Linked DNA regions of Columba livia: region 2 is linked to region 1. Evidence: chromatin contacts called from public Hi-C data. All regions are on one chromosome and are shown on one strand. The core of a region is the stretch at or near the end of the contact, and the rest is flanking DNA. Distances in the headings are between cores, read along the strand shown.

What was found. Hi-C and Micro-C count contacts between places; a contact is called where the count stands out from the background.
Region 2: a Hi-C map of liver shows a contact between it and region 1, with 5 times the contacts expected there. The contact joins two enhancer-like sites. A contact is called at or near these places in 2 of 2 Hi-C or Micro-C datasets (crop and liver).

Annotation. Positions count from the first base shown.
Region 1 is chr19:9,893,290-9,899,170 of bColLiv1.pat.W.v2, forward strand. RGS3 (regulator of G protein signaling 3) reads left to right here. Exons shown (of 24, transcript XM_021300262.2): 24 at 1-213. Among named protein-coding and RNA genes, the nearest start is that of TRNAT-AGU, 71 kb to the right of the region's middle. Within about 2 kb of position 2,497, at least 1 of the 3 cell types and tissues checked has an H3K27ac peak away from gene starts, as active enhancers do.
Region 2 is chr19:9,955,950-9,961,830 of bColLiv1.pat.W.v2, forward strand. The region is part of intron 1 of LOC110365745 (a long non-coding RNA gene); the gene reads left to right. Among named protein-coding and RNA genes, the nearest start is that of TRNAT-AGU, 8.6 kb to the right of the region's middle. Within about 2 kb of position 3,327, at least 2 of the 3 cell types and tissues checked have an H3K27ac peak away from gene starts, as active enhancers do.

The DNA of each region.
Region 1 (5,881 bases), core at 1,247-3,746:
AGGGTTTCGTGATGGAGAAAAGCAGCTCTGTGAATCAGACGCTCTCCGTACTCTGGATAACTATGTTGTATTTTGAGACGCAGGGGTTATTGCTGAACGTGGCGGAGCTGGACGGACTGCCTGCCTCCAGGCACCCAGTTTGCAGTGCGCAGCATCTCTGCAGCTAGCAAAAGTACATTGTCATGGTCATAGGTAAATAAAAGGAGAATATAATTTCTCGTAGCTGCCTTTTCTTCATGGCACGTTTCCCAGCGCTGGTGGAGCTGGGTGTCCCCCGCCTCACCGAGGGGCGTAAAATCCTGTTACTGCGTGGCTAAAGATGGGAAAATCTGGTTGCTCGAATACTGGTAGCTTGAATGTCTGAGCTGTTTTCTCTGATGGAGCAGCTGCTGGATGCTCCTCAGGCCAGGCCCAGCGTAGCCCTGCAGGAGCACAGAAAGTTTTGCCCAAAATGAGACCGTTCCCAGGGACAACGTTTGCTGTTTAAACACTGCGGGGCATGAACCTCTGAACGTGGAAATGCCCAGAAATGTAAGTGACCTGGTGTAGCTCTCGGTCCCTTAGGGACACACCAAAAGAAGCAACACAAACCCCAACAGGGCTATTTCGGGTCCAGGCATGGCAGGGCTGCTCCCCAGCAAAGGCGCTTTGACAGCTCTGATGGATGATGAAAATGTTTTGTAAAGGCTGTACACGGTGAGTTTGGTAGTTGAAATATCCTGTGCCCGTCACCTGCCTGTGGTCGGCCTGGGATGGCTCAGGGGTGTGTTTTTGGTGTGACAGGGCCGTGCTGTGCCGTGGCACAGAGGGACAGAGGTGCAGTCCCAACCCAGCTCCCCCCAGCAGACACCGTCTGTTCTGGGGAACGGTTGGTGTTTCCCTCCTTCAGCAACCAGCAGCTGATGGCCAGGTGGGGAAACTGAGGCAGAGCTGAGGGTTCCCCGCAGGGGTCGGCTGGAGGCAGCAGGGTTGGTGGGTCGCCTGTGTGGATCCTGGGGATGCTTTTGGCCCCTTGGGGCTGAGACCCATGGGCTGGTGTCCCAGCTGTGTCCCGGTCACCAGCCCCGGAGCTGCCGGGACCCAGCGGGTGGTTCAGCCTCCCCGTGAGCTCTGCCCCAGCTGGCTCCTCCACGCCAGACCCTCCTCTACCTCCCAGTGGTGCTGAGAGCTTTCATCTCCTCTCCTCTCCTCTCCTTCCCAGCCAGGAGGGTTTCTCTTCATAGCTGGCCTCAACGCAGATTTTCTTGCCCTTTCCCCCTCTCTCCATCACCCATGTGTTCTTGATCTCCCCTCGCTCTGTTCCAAGCCACCAGCACTAGGAAACTGTTATCACAGGGTGACTTTGTTGGCCCCACTTCCCCATGTCCCCAGGCTCCCACGTGAGGGGACTTGGCTCAGGGGACTCTGTGGGTACCGGGCAGGTCGGTACCTGCCGTCACCTTCCTGAATGCTGCGACCAGCGAACCCTCCCATGGCTACTGCTGATATCCGGGAGTATCCGACCCACGTAACCACACCTGGTTGTGAGCCCAGAACCTGCCTTGGTGACAGGAGTGACCCGAGCCCACGCGGTGGGACAGGCAGCGAGGGCTGGGGCCGCTGTGGGATGTGCGGTGTGGGAATCTGGTGCATGACTTTGAATAAACGCCACTGACCTGCCCATGGAGAGTCCCTGCCGGGGACAGAGGCACCAGTGTGTGCAGAACAAGGAGAAATGGGGTCTTGGGGACCTGGAGAAATGGGGACCCTGGAGAAAATTGAAATAGCCCCGTGTGAGCGATAGAAATTTGTTTGTTGCTGTAGTAGAATTTATTGCCGGCCGGGTTTGCATAAGTTGCTCGGCAAACACCGTCCCTGTGCGCTTGGGAGGTGTCTGATTTCTGGGAGAGGAAGAGCTGGGGTGGGAGGTGGGAATGCCGGGTGCCTGTCCCATGTGTTCCCAGGACAGCCAGTGCAGGACAGGTCTCACCACGGGCTCTGCGGTGACACCAAAGCCACAGCTTTTCCCCTCCGTGCTGCAGGAGCAGGGCTGTGCCAGCTTCTCCAGGACTTTGTGCCATGGTGGAGGCTCTGAGAAACTTGGAGCGTTGGGGGGAGATGCTGGGTCACGAAGGGGGTTTGTTCTGGGGGCACATTGGTGGGGATGGTCCTGCAGCCCCCCCTCAGCAGCTCCTTTTGCAGGAGGATCAGGGGACCGGGAGCTGCTGAGGTTGTTGTGGGGTCAGGGAGCTCACAGCACAAACAGGAGAAATGTCCTTGTTTAGCACAAAATAAGATGTCCAAGGCAAAATACAATCAGTCTGCATGGGATGTGAAGAAATGATTGAGTTGTTGATGACAATGCCATGAGCTTGGGCAATGAAAACGGGAATTAGTTATTCCTAATTCCTAATTTGAAGTGTGACCTCAAACCGCCCAGGATTGCAGACAGCGGAGGGATGTTCCCAGGGCAGCAACGCCGAAATCAGGGGGTCACCTGGCTGAGGTGGCCCTGGGGAGGGACAAGTGGCCTTTTGTGGAGACAAAGCCGTTACCTGTGCCCAAGCCAGCGCTGCCGTGGGGGTGGCAGGTGACACGGGTGGTGACAGCGAGAGCCACCGCGTGTCTCGGGCCGTTTCGCACAGTGGCCAAAGGCGATTTCCCAACGCGGAAACCGGCGCCTTCCAAAACGGGGAGGACGCTGCAGCGGGTCTTATCTCAGCAGATAACGAGGAGTTATCTTGGGGCTAAAAATTAGCGGTTGCTGAGTTGCAAGTAGTCACAACTCCCTGTGTTTGTCATGCGCAAACAGGGTAAAGTCCAGCGGGGCGCGGGTGCTCTCGGTTCGGTCGTGGGATGAAGTTCACCAAGCTGAAGGCAGGCATGAGGCAGAGCGCCCCGGGGAAGGACTGAAATGGGAATGAGCACCAGAAAGTGCTGAAGGCTTTGTTAGGTTCAAAAAAATGCCATGACCCTGTAGGTGCAAAAGGTTAAAACCAGTGGGAAAAATGTCCTCAGGTCCTGGGTTTAATATCATGATTTCCCTGCACCCTCAGGGATGAGGAGGTTGGGATGAACCAAAAGGTCTTGGAGAGGCTGGTAAATCACTTACCTGGCGCAGGTGATGACCCAGTGTCCCTCAGCTCAGTGTTTCATCAGCTCTAACCAGGTATTTCATCAGCACCCTAGCAAAGCAGCCGGAGATGGGTGCTGGGGTCATCTGGGATTTCCAAAACCACGTGAAGTTCTGAAAACAGCAGCTGCTTGAAAATACTGTTCAAGTTGCCAAGTGCCTCTTGCATAAAGACTAGTTGGGAGAAGTTCACGAGCAGCGTGGGTGTCCCACGCGGGGATTTGTCCCTCGGGCACACGGATGAGTGTCCGGGGAGCTGCGAGGCTTTCCAGCCAGCAGCACCTGGGTTGCAAGGGGATCTCATTTCGGAGCTGTCTGGCATCTGGGGGTGTAAAGCCTTTCTCCGATTTCTGCAAAAATGAAGTCTGCCTGTTTTACAGGTGTGCGCCCGTCCCCGAGACACTCAGAGATGCGCAGCTTTTCTTGGGCTTTTCCAAGGGAGTATAAACTTACCCAAATAAACATAACTTTCTACTGACCAAATAATTCCTTAGACCCCTGATTAGACAAATATTCCCAGAATAGAAACAAGGCTCCTTTCTAGCCGTAGACTAAACATAGCTCAACAGCGAGATATTAAAACTGCAGACACAAGAATTCCTCTGCCCTGGTGAAACAGCTGACTCGCTGGGCGAGTCCCTTAACCCCGCACAGAGACCTTTGGAGGCTTATCAGGAGCACAGCAAACTGATTTGTGCCCAGGAGCCGACAGGAGACCTGCTGCGGGAACACCCGTCTTGGGTCGTCTGCATGGCAGGGGTGGAAATCGGGGTTGGTTTGGGTTTGTTTGGGCACTTTTTGCTCCACTGGATCTGATAAGGGCCGGGGTTGCAGAGCTGTATTCGAGGGTTCTTGTCCTTGCAGACAGTGACCCCTGGCCGGGCTCAGAAAAGCCGATGGGGCAGTTAAAGGGGTGATGGGGGTACCCCGCTCAGCGCTGCTGGGTGTCGGGGAGCAGCGATGCCCTTCGGGTGCATCCTCGAACTGAGGCTGTGAGGACAAGTGTCACCAGCTTCTGTGCTTGGCGTTAGCAATGTCACTTCTCAACAATGCAACGGAGCAGAGAAGAAGAAAACAGAATGCTTCTGAAGCAAGAATAAAAATAGTCAGCCTCAGACGCTGTCTTTCAAGGAAATAAAATAAGCTCAGCTGGGCTGCTGCCAGGACAGGAAATCTAGCAATGGTGAGAGTCCCCCGAGTGCCACTAACTCATTCGGGAAGCATTGTCATGACCCTCTCGTTGCTCATTTTCTGGTTCTTCTCCGCATTAGGTAATTTTTACTCTGCTCATCCAGCTCACAGGTTTGCCGGTGCTGGGGAAGGAAGGAGAATGATGCTGATGCTGGGCCCGTCCTGCGGTGCTGGGAAACGCTGGAGAAAAGGACAGGGAAAAACCCTTTGTTGCTGAGCAGGCCTGCTGGGTCTCACAGGGAGGACAAGCGGGACTTTGCCCCCATGGTGACCCCCTGCAGCATCCCCCACCCTGCTCTGGGTACCACTGGGCTGTGCTGAGCTGGAGGTGATGAGCTGGATCCTCGCCTTGGAAAGATCCAGGAACCCCCCTTCCCTGCCTTCATCCCTTGGCCGAGTGTGAGGAGGAGGGAGGTGGGGGAGAGGGAGAAGAGCCAAGCAGGAGCAGGTGGGAGCCAGGGACGGGGTGTTTGCTTGGGAGCCATTTGCAAGTAATTTCTTGTCCCTTCCTGAACTAATAGGGTAATTATTTCGGGAGGACACACATGTTTCTCATGGAAAGTTCCACCCGGCCTGTGCGTCAGTTCATCGTGTAGCAGCCCTGTTCTCCCCAACGTGATCACAGTGTTTCTAGACAAAGACAAGTGGGTGAAACCTCCTGCCCCTGGGACTGGGGACAGCGGTGACAGGTCACAGAGCACCAGACAAACCTCCCGGTCCAGGGCAAATCAACAACTCAGCAGCAAATGGGCTCATGTGTTGAAAGCTGATCCGCACAGCCGAGCAAACACCGCTCTGCTCTTTGATGTAGCTCCCGTGCTTGACATTAGGTGTTCGGATGAGTGCATTCGATTTTGTACCCCACTCCCTCCATCCAGCTCAAGAGATATGGAGAAATTGGAGGGGTCCTGGAGGGGCTACTGAGGTGGTGATGGACCACAGACATGGGACCTGTGTGGAGAGATGGAGAGAGATGGGCTCTAACAGCATCCCACAACTTTGGGAAGCACAGCTACAAAGATGATGGTGCCCAACTCTTCTTGGTAGCACCAGGTGACAAAATAAGGGGCAACAGCCACAATGGGTGACAACTTTCAGACCTTAGACAACAGGAAAACCACTTTTATTGTAAGGCTGATACAGTAGAAACCCCCAGAGAGGTGGGGTGTCTGTCATTGGAAGTGGTCGAGACTTGGCCAAAGTCACAGCTGCCCCCATCAGGTGCTGGTGATTCCCCTGGTCTGACCTGACCCCTGGGGATGCACCCTTGGCACACCGAGGAGTCTGGCCCTTGTTTTGGTGGTGGACATGGGCAATGCCCTCCAGGACACAGGCACGGAGCCCACAGGAGATGTGGGACAGAGGTCCAGCAGGCCAAAGTCCTCATGGGAGCAGTGGACATGAGTTCTGTGTTTTTCTACAGGGAAAAAAGTGATGTGTGTTGGGGACAGGCCCATCGTGTTAGTGTTGGAGCTGAGGGAAGAGCTCCTCCCTTTTGCCCTCTGACCAGCTCTGGAACGGTTTGATTCTGGGTAAAAGATGAGAGCTGAGTGCCAAAAATCAGGGTGGGATGGCCTG
Region 2 (5,881 bases), core at 2,077-4,576, 63 kb after region 1:
GGAACAGAACAACTTTTGCGGGGACATCAAGAAACAGCTGAAATGTCAACTGCCGCTAATCTTGTTTCGCACTGATATGTGTCGTTGGGATCTCCTAGAGCCTCAGGGTATCATCTCTCGGACCCGTCTGCAGCTGTTGGGCACATTTCATTGTGCTTCGATGGGGACAGCTTGAGCTGTCCCCGGCACCTGCCGTGCAACGTGTCGATGCTGTAGGCAGCGCTGGTGAGGAAGGATCTGCTGGTGCAATCGGAGCAGGGTGCCCGCGGGGCGCGTCGGTTGGTGTGCTGCTGATGGAAAGCTGGTGGCCTTCTGTAGCTCTCCATGGCAGCTGCTCACTCTGCTGCAGGCAGCGATAAGGGAGGAAAAAGGACCAAAAATGAAGAGAAGGAGGGAAGAGGAGCGGTTACAGCCAGACTCCAAAGAGAATAGGCAGGAGCTGCTGAACATGCTGCTGGACTCCACGGGCATGTCTGGAATCTGTGTGGAGGCTTTTGAGTGTAGAGAGTATGGGTTGTAGATGTGACCTGCTCAGAGGTCACTCTGGATCAGAGGAACCATGCATTTAGGAGCAGGTTTCTAAATGAAAGAGAAAATGAAATTGAATACATGGGTGGTTTGGTAAATAGGTTGATTAAGTAAATAGCTCAGTGCTCTTTGAACATACACTGAAACCATGAAGTAAATCCATGAGATTTGGACGATGGTGCAATATAACAACACAGCTCCTGCCTCTCAAACACAGCACTGGGCAGATCCTTGCTGCCAGTGGACTTGCTCCAGTGAATCACAGCACCACTGAACAACCATGGTTGGGAAAGACCTCTGGAGGGCTCCAGTCCCACTTCAAGGATCACAACATGGCAATCTCCCACAGACAAACCCCAAGAGCAGCCACCTCTCTGCTGACAACTGAGTCCTGGTCCTCACAGAGGTGCTTCAGAAGTCCATGTGCCCAGGTCTTGCCACCCATGCCTGGCTCTGGCACATCTCTTGGCCTGCAGGATGCACCTGGAAAATTGTTTTCCACCCATTCTTCTGCCTTTGTAACTGCACAGCAGCTTGTAAAAGCACCCAAGGCCTAATGGCATTTTCTCGCTGGCTCAGGAATTCTTGGCTGGTGACATCCTCCATCCGCTGACCAGCACAATATGGGGAAGGGAGGCAGGTGGCTGCATCAGCCTGAATAGCCCAGCAGCAGGAAACACCCACAGGGGGGTTTTAGGCTGTAACGCCAGGAAACGGGGCTTCCATGTTCCTGAGTCATGACTTCCACCGGTTGTATCTCCAAAAGCCCACGCTGGCTCTCTCACTGTCCTGGGCTTCTGTGTCCCCCTCCTGCTGTGCTGCAGCCCTTTTTCACCTGACTCCTTCTCTGCTGGAGATCCTGCAAGCTGCTATGTGTGGTCAGAAACTTTAAGGATTTATCATTGTCTCCATTCTCCTGTGCCTGCAATGCCCATACTTGTTTTGAAAAGATGCAGGGCTGCTTTCTGCTGCTCCCACCACCCCCTTCACAGCCTTGGGCTCTCTCATAACCACCTACAGATGAGCTGCATCTTTCTCTGAAGACATCTGAGCTTCTTGGGGCATCTCTGTGCCCTGTGACACAATTTAAGTAGGTTAAACACTTTTCTGAGCAGTGGCTGGGAAAGGCAGAATCGATTACTCTTTGAGTGTTGACCTCACTATGGTCATTTGTGCTGCATGTTTTGTGTTTTGGTGGCTGCTTAAGACACCTGCTGCAGCTCCCACAGACCTCCTGCCACACGTAGTTACTCACAACCATGTCAGATTCGGATTTGCTCAGTGAAGTATTTTTGCTTTTGGTTTCCTTGCTCCATGCAGTTGAGTTATGCTCAGCTTGTCCTGTGTTGTGAAACATGCAGTCCTGCTGCATTTGGTTTCCCTCTGTGATGATCTTCACTCCCAGTATCCAAACATTGCACGGGGACCTTCTGGTGAAGCAGCAGGTGCACAGCCCACTCCTTCCATCCTGGACATTTTATCTCAGTATTGGCTGTGAGCTGGGAACGCGGCGTGGGAGGTAAAGGAAAGGTGAGTGAATGAAATCCCAAATGCCAGAACTCTCTGTGGTCTGCAGAGAAACCTGAGATGTTTCCAGCTGAACTGGTTCTGTGAGGATACTGTTCTCAGGAGTCACATTCCAAGAAAATGAAGAGAAAACCCCACGGGCACTGCGGAGTTGCTGGACAGCTGTTTTCCTGAGTATTGCTCACAAATCTTTTTCCTTTCTCCATTTGATGCTCAAGCTGAACCAGTCCCCAAGTTGGGCTTGCTGGTTGGTGCAGGTTCACATCCAAAACACCCTTGTGTTCTGGCAGTTTGAGGAGAAAACCTGTCCCCAGTCACCCCTACATGATTTTACAGGCTTAGGCACTTGATACGAGCCTATGAATCAACAACTCGGTTCCTAGATGCTTGTGTGAACCCAAACCTTGGTGTTGCCTCCATTCTCACTCCAAGCACAGCTATAGTATCAGCATCTCGCTTGCTCGGTGCTCCTGTCTGGTGATGCTCTGCAGCTGAACTGCTTACAACTTGCACCCCGCTGTTGTCTGTCCTTAGATCCTCCCCTGGGTCACTTGCTGCTTTGCATTCCCCGAGTCTCAGGCTGCTTCACTGCCAAACTGCGTGTCTGTGTATGGGGTGACCAGCATGTCCAGGTGAGAAACAACCAGGGTTTTCTTGGCCTAAACCTCCCGCATACGGAAACAGCAGTGGACGCCTGCTGAGTGCTGTTTGTCCCTGCTTTGCCTCGTGCACCCAAAACTATGTCCCTGCCTTTCATTTCCAGACAATCAGATGAATATTTCTGCTTGAAACTTAATATAGTAGATGGCTCATGATCTTTGCATTTGACACCAACATCTTCCCCCATGAGACCTGGAGGAGACCTTGTTTGTATTCTAGGTGGTGAGTGTGTAAAAGTAGCAATTTCTAGTATGAGTCACTACCTTGTTGTTTGATTAATTCTCTACTTCTGAAACTCTGATGAAATTAAATGGTTGGAAGCCCCAGGAGAGACCTATGGTGCAGCAGAAAATAGAAGCTGTAGAACAGAGTGTAGCTTAAATTAGTGGGGCCAGAGGAAAGGACATAAACTACTGGTTGCAATCAGAATAATTTCGGCTCTCACTCCTCTCACCTTGCAGAAAGGGCATGACCTTGTCCCAGTGCCTGTGGAAAGGCAATAGAGGCTGTCCAGCAGGACGGGACGAATTCTGCCTGAGTCCCACCAGCAACGTTTGCATGGGAAAATCTTCCCACTCAACTGCAAGCTGAGGGGTACAACAGCATCAAACCCAATGGTGTACGGCACATATGGACCTATGGGGCATGGCAGTATCCAGCACCAAAAAAAGTGTAACTTGGATCAGGAGTGGTTCCAGTGCTGAAGAGATTCTGGACAACATCCAGGGTCTGGACTAGGTCCAGGACTGGGCTCAGGACTGCAATGAGGATAAAATTAACCTTGGGGTAAAGGCTCAGAGTATACAATGTTTGCACTTAGAAAAGCAGATCTCCAGCCGAGGGAAATGGCTGTAGAGTCTCAAGTTGTGATGGTGCACACCAGCTGAGGCTCTGCCCTGAGGCCATAAAGGGGTTGAACCGGAGCCAAGGCTGCACTTTGGCCATCTGCTTGGCTGGGGCCAGGGGTCTGAATTTGCCATTAGTGTTCCATGAAATATAAAACAAGAGTTGAGGTCGTCTCTGGACTTCATTAACACTTTGAAATGCCAGAGGGAATATCACATTTGACTATAGGACCAGCCCAAGTCAGCAGAGAATCTAACATTTCAGTTCCCACTCAGAAAAACCCCAACAGCTTCGTTTCAGTTCTGAGTGTTGATTCCAAAACCAACTGAGACAACCAGTTACTGCGAAAAAAGTTCATTGCCAATGAAACCATCTGAAAAAGTTAATTCGGTTCTCTTTGGGGATATTCACCCTCTTTTGTTTCTGCTCAGTCTATGAATTTTATGGCAGAAAATGAACTCCTTGAAACTAATCCTTTAACTTCTCAACCCCTCACATTCACATGTTGTTGGTGTAAGACGAACTCCTCCTGGTCTCAGGCTTGAAAAGGACATCGGATGGATCCTCAGCTGACGTGCCCAGCAGAGCATCAGTGGTAATATATTTATGCATTTTCCACCAGCATAGATGCAGCTGCACAGTCACAGTCAATTGTATTTGTATCAGGAAGTTCCTGTATGGTTCCCAGGAAAATTACCTCTACAAACAAAACCAGAGTCACTGCTAGAACGTGGTTTCCTTCAAAAGTGAATGTGCCACCCCCTGGAAGCACGCAGGTGGACATCCATAGGATGTATAGTGTCTACACAAATTGCCCTTTTGCTTTCCAGCCAGAAACCCCCAAATATAGAGAGCAGCTCTATGAACATATTCTCTGCACTACGGCATACCCTGAGTGATTCAGTATCGTGCTGTTTCTCTGCAAATTGCATCCTGATGCTCCCACTGCTGCAGGAGGAGGAGACAAACAATGTACAATAAAGCAAACATACACCTCAAGCAGCATTGCCTTCCTGAGAGAGGAAATTCAAGGCTTGCTCGAGAAAGGAAGCAAATACCAGGCTCCCTAATCGTGCTGTGGGCTTCATGGTTCAGGTTTGTTACTGGTGACGAGCTGGGGAATTACAGCTGTGGGTGGATAGGAAACCAAAGGCCTGACCGGAGACTTGGACTCGTAATCCCTCTCCGGTCCCCACAAATTCTTGAAATGCTTTGGTTACAACAGCTGAGAAAACAAAACAAAATGTGATTCACCTCCACTCTGAGCAAAAGCAGGAGAATTTCTTGGCAATTTGAGATCCTTTTGTGAAACTGGTTATACAAAGAAGCAAACAGCTCAACTGTGAAGGAAAGCTGTGTGAAGGGTTTAGTTTGGTCTCACCATCTGTATAACTCAGTCTTAGACGTGAAGAAAAAGAAGAAACTTGTTCCTGGTGAGGGTGGCAGAGCCTGGCCCAGGCTGCCCAGGGGGGTTGTGGAGTCTCCTTCTGTGCAGACATTCCAACCCGCCTGGACACCTTCCTGTGTAACCTCATCTGGGTGTTCCTGCTCCATGGGGGGATTGCACTGGATGAGCTTTCCAGGGCCCTTCCAACCCCCGACATTCTGGGATTCTGTGAATTCTCTGTAGGCTTGCTGAATGTTTTCCAGGGAGCTTGATGCATCTTTGTTGGAAGCTCAGTCCCCAGAACTCTTCCAGAAAGCCCAGGTGCTGCCCTCTCATGGTAATGGACAGAGCCCCAGAGCTGACTTGGTGCGACAGAGGCCAGATCAAACTGTGTTAGACTTTCAAGACATCACATTCGATAGTGGTGCTGATTCTCCGTCTCTTCTGTAACTGTGGGTAATCTGAGAAGCGTTGCTGGGCACGATAGCTGAGCAGGGACAAGATTTCTGGAGCTGAGTGGTTGTGCAAGGCTCTCCCACCGCCTGCTCGCCCTCTGTGGAGGACTAATGCCTCCTGGTGGTCCCAGACACATCTCGCTGACTGCAGAAGTGGTTCTGTGCACCTTTCACTGCTGGTGAGGTCTGCTGGGATGCCTGGGGAAGCCCCAGCTGGCACCTACAAGTGCACATGAAGACGCACAGGTCACGAACTGGGAATGCTCAGCAAGGGGGAGTCAAAGCAAGAAGGCAAAGTCTGGGAAATGAGGACATAGGAAAGGCAGAGGGTGGTGTGAGTCTGTGGATGGACCATGGAGGCACAAAAAAGCTGGAGCCCATCAGAGAACTGATAAAGAGCTTCAGCTATGGAGAAACTCCAGACACAGTTGTGACCAGGTAAGAGGAGGACTACCATAGAGCTGTGAATCTGAAGCTT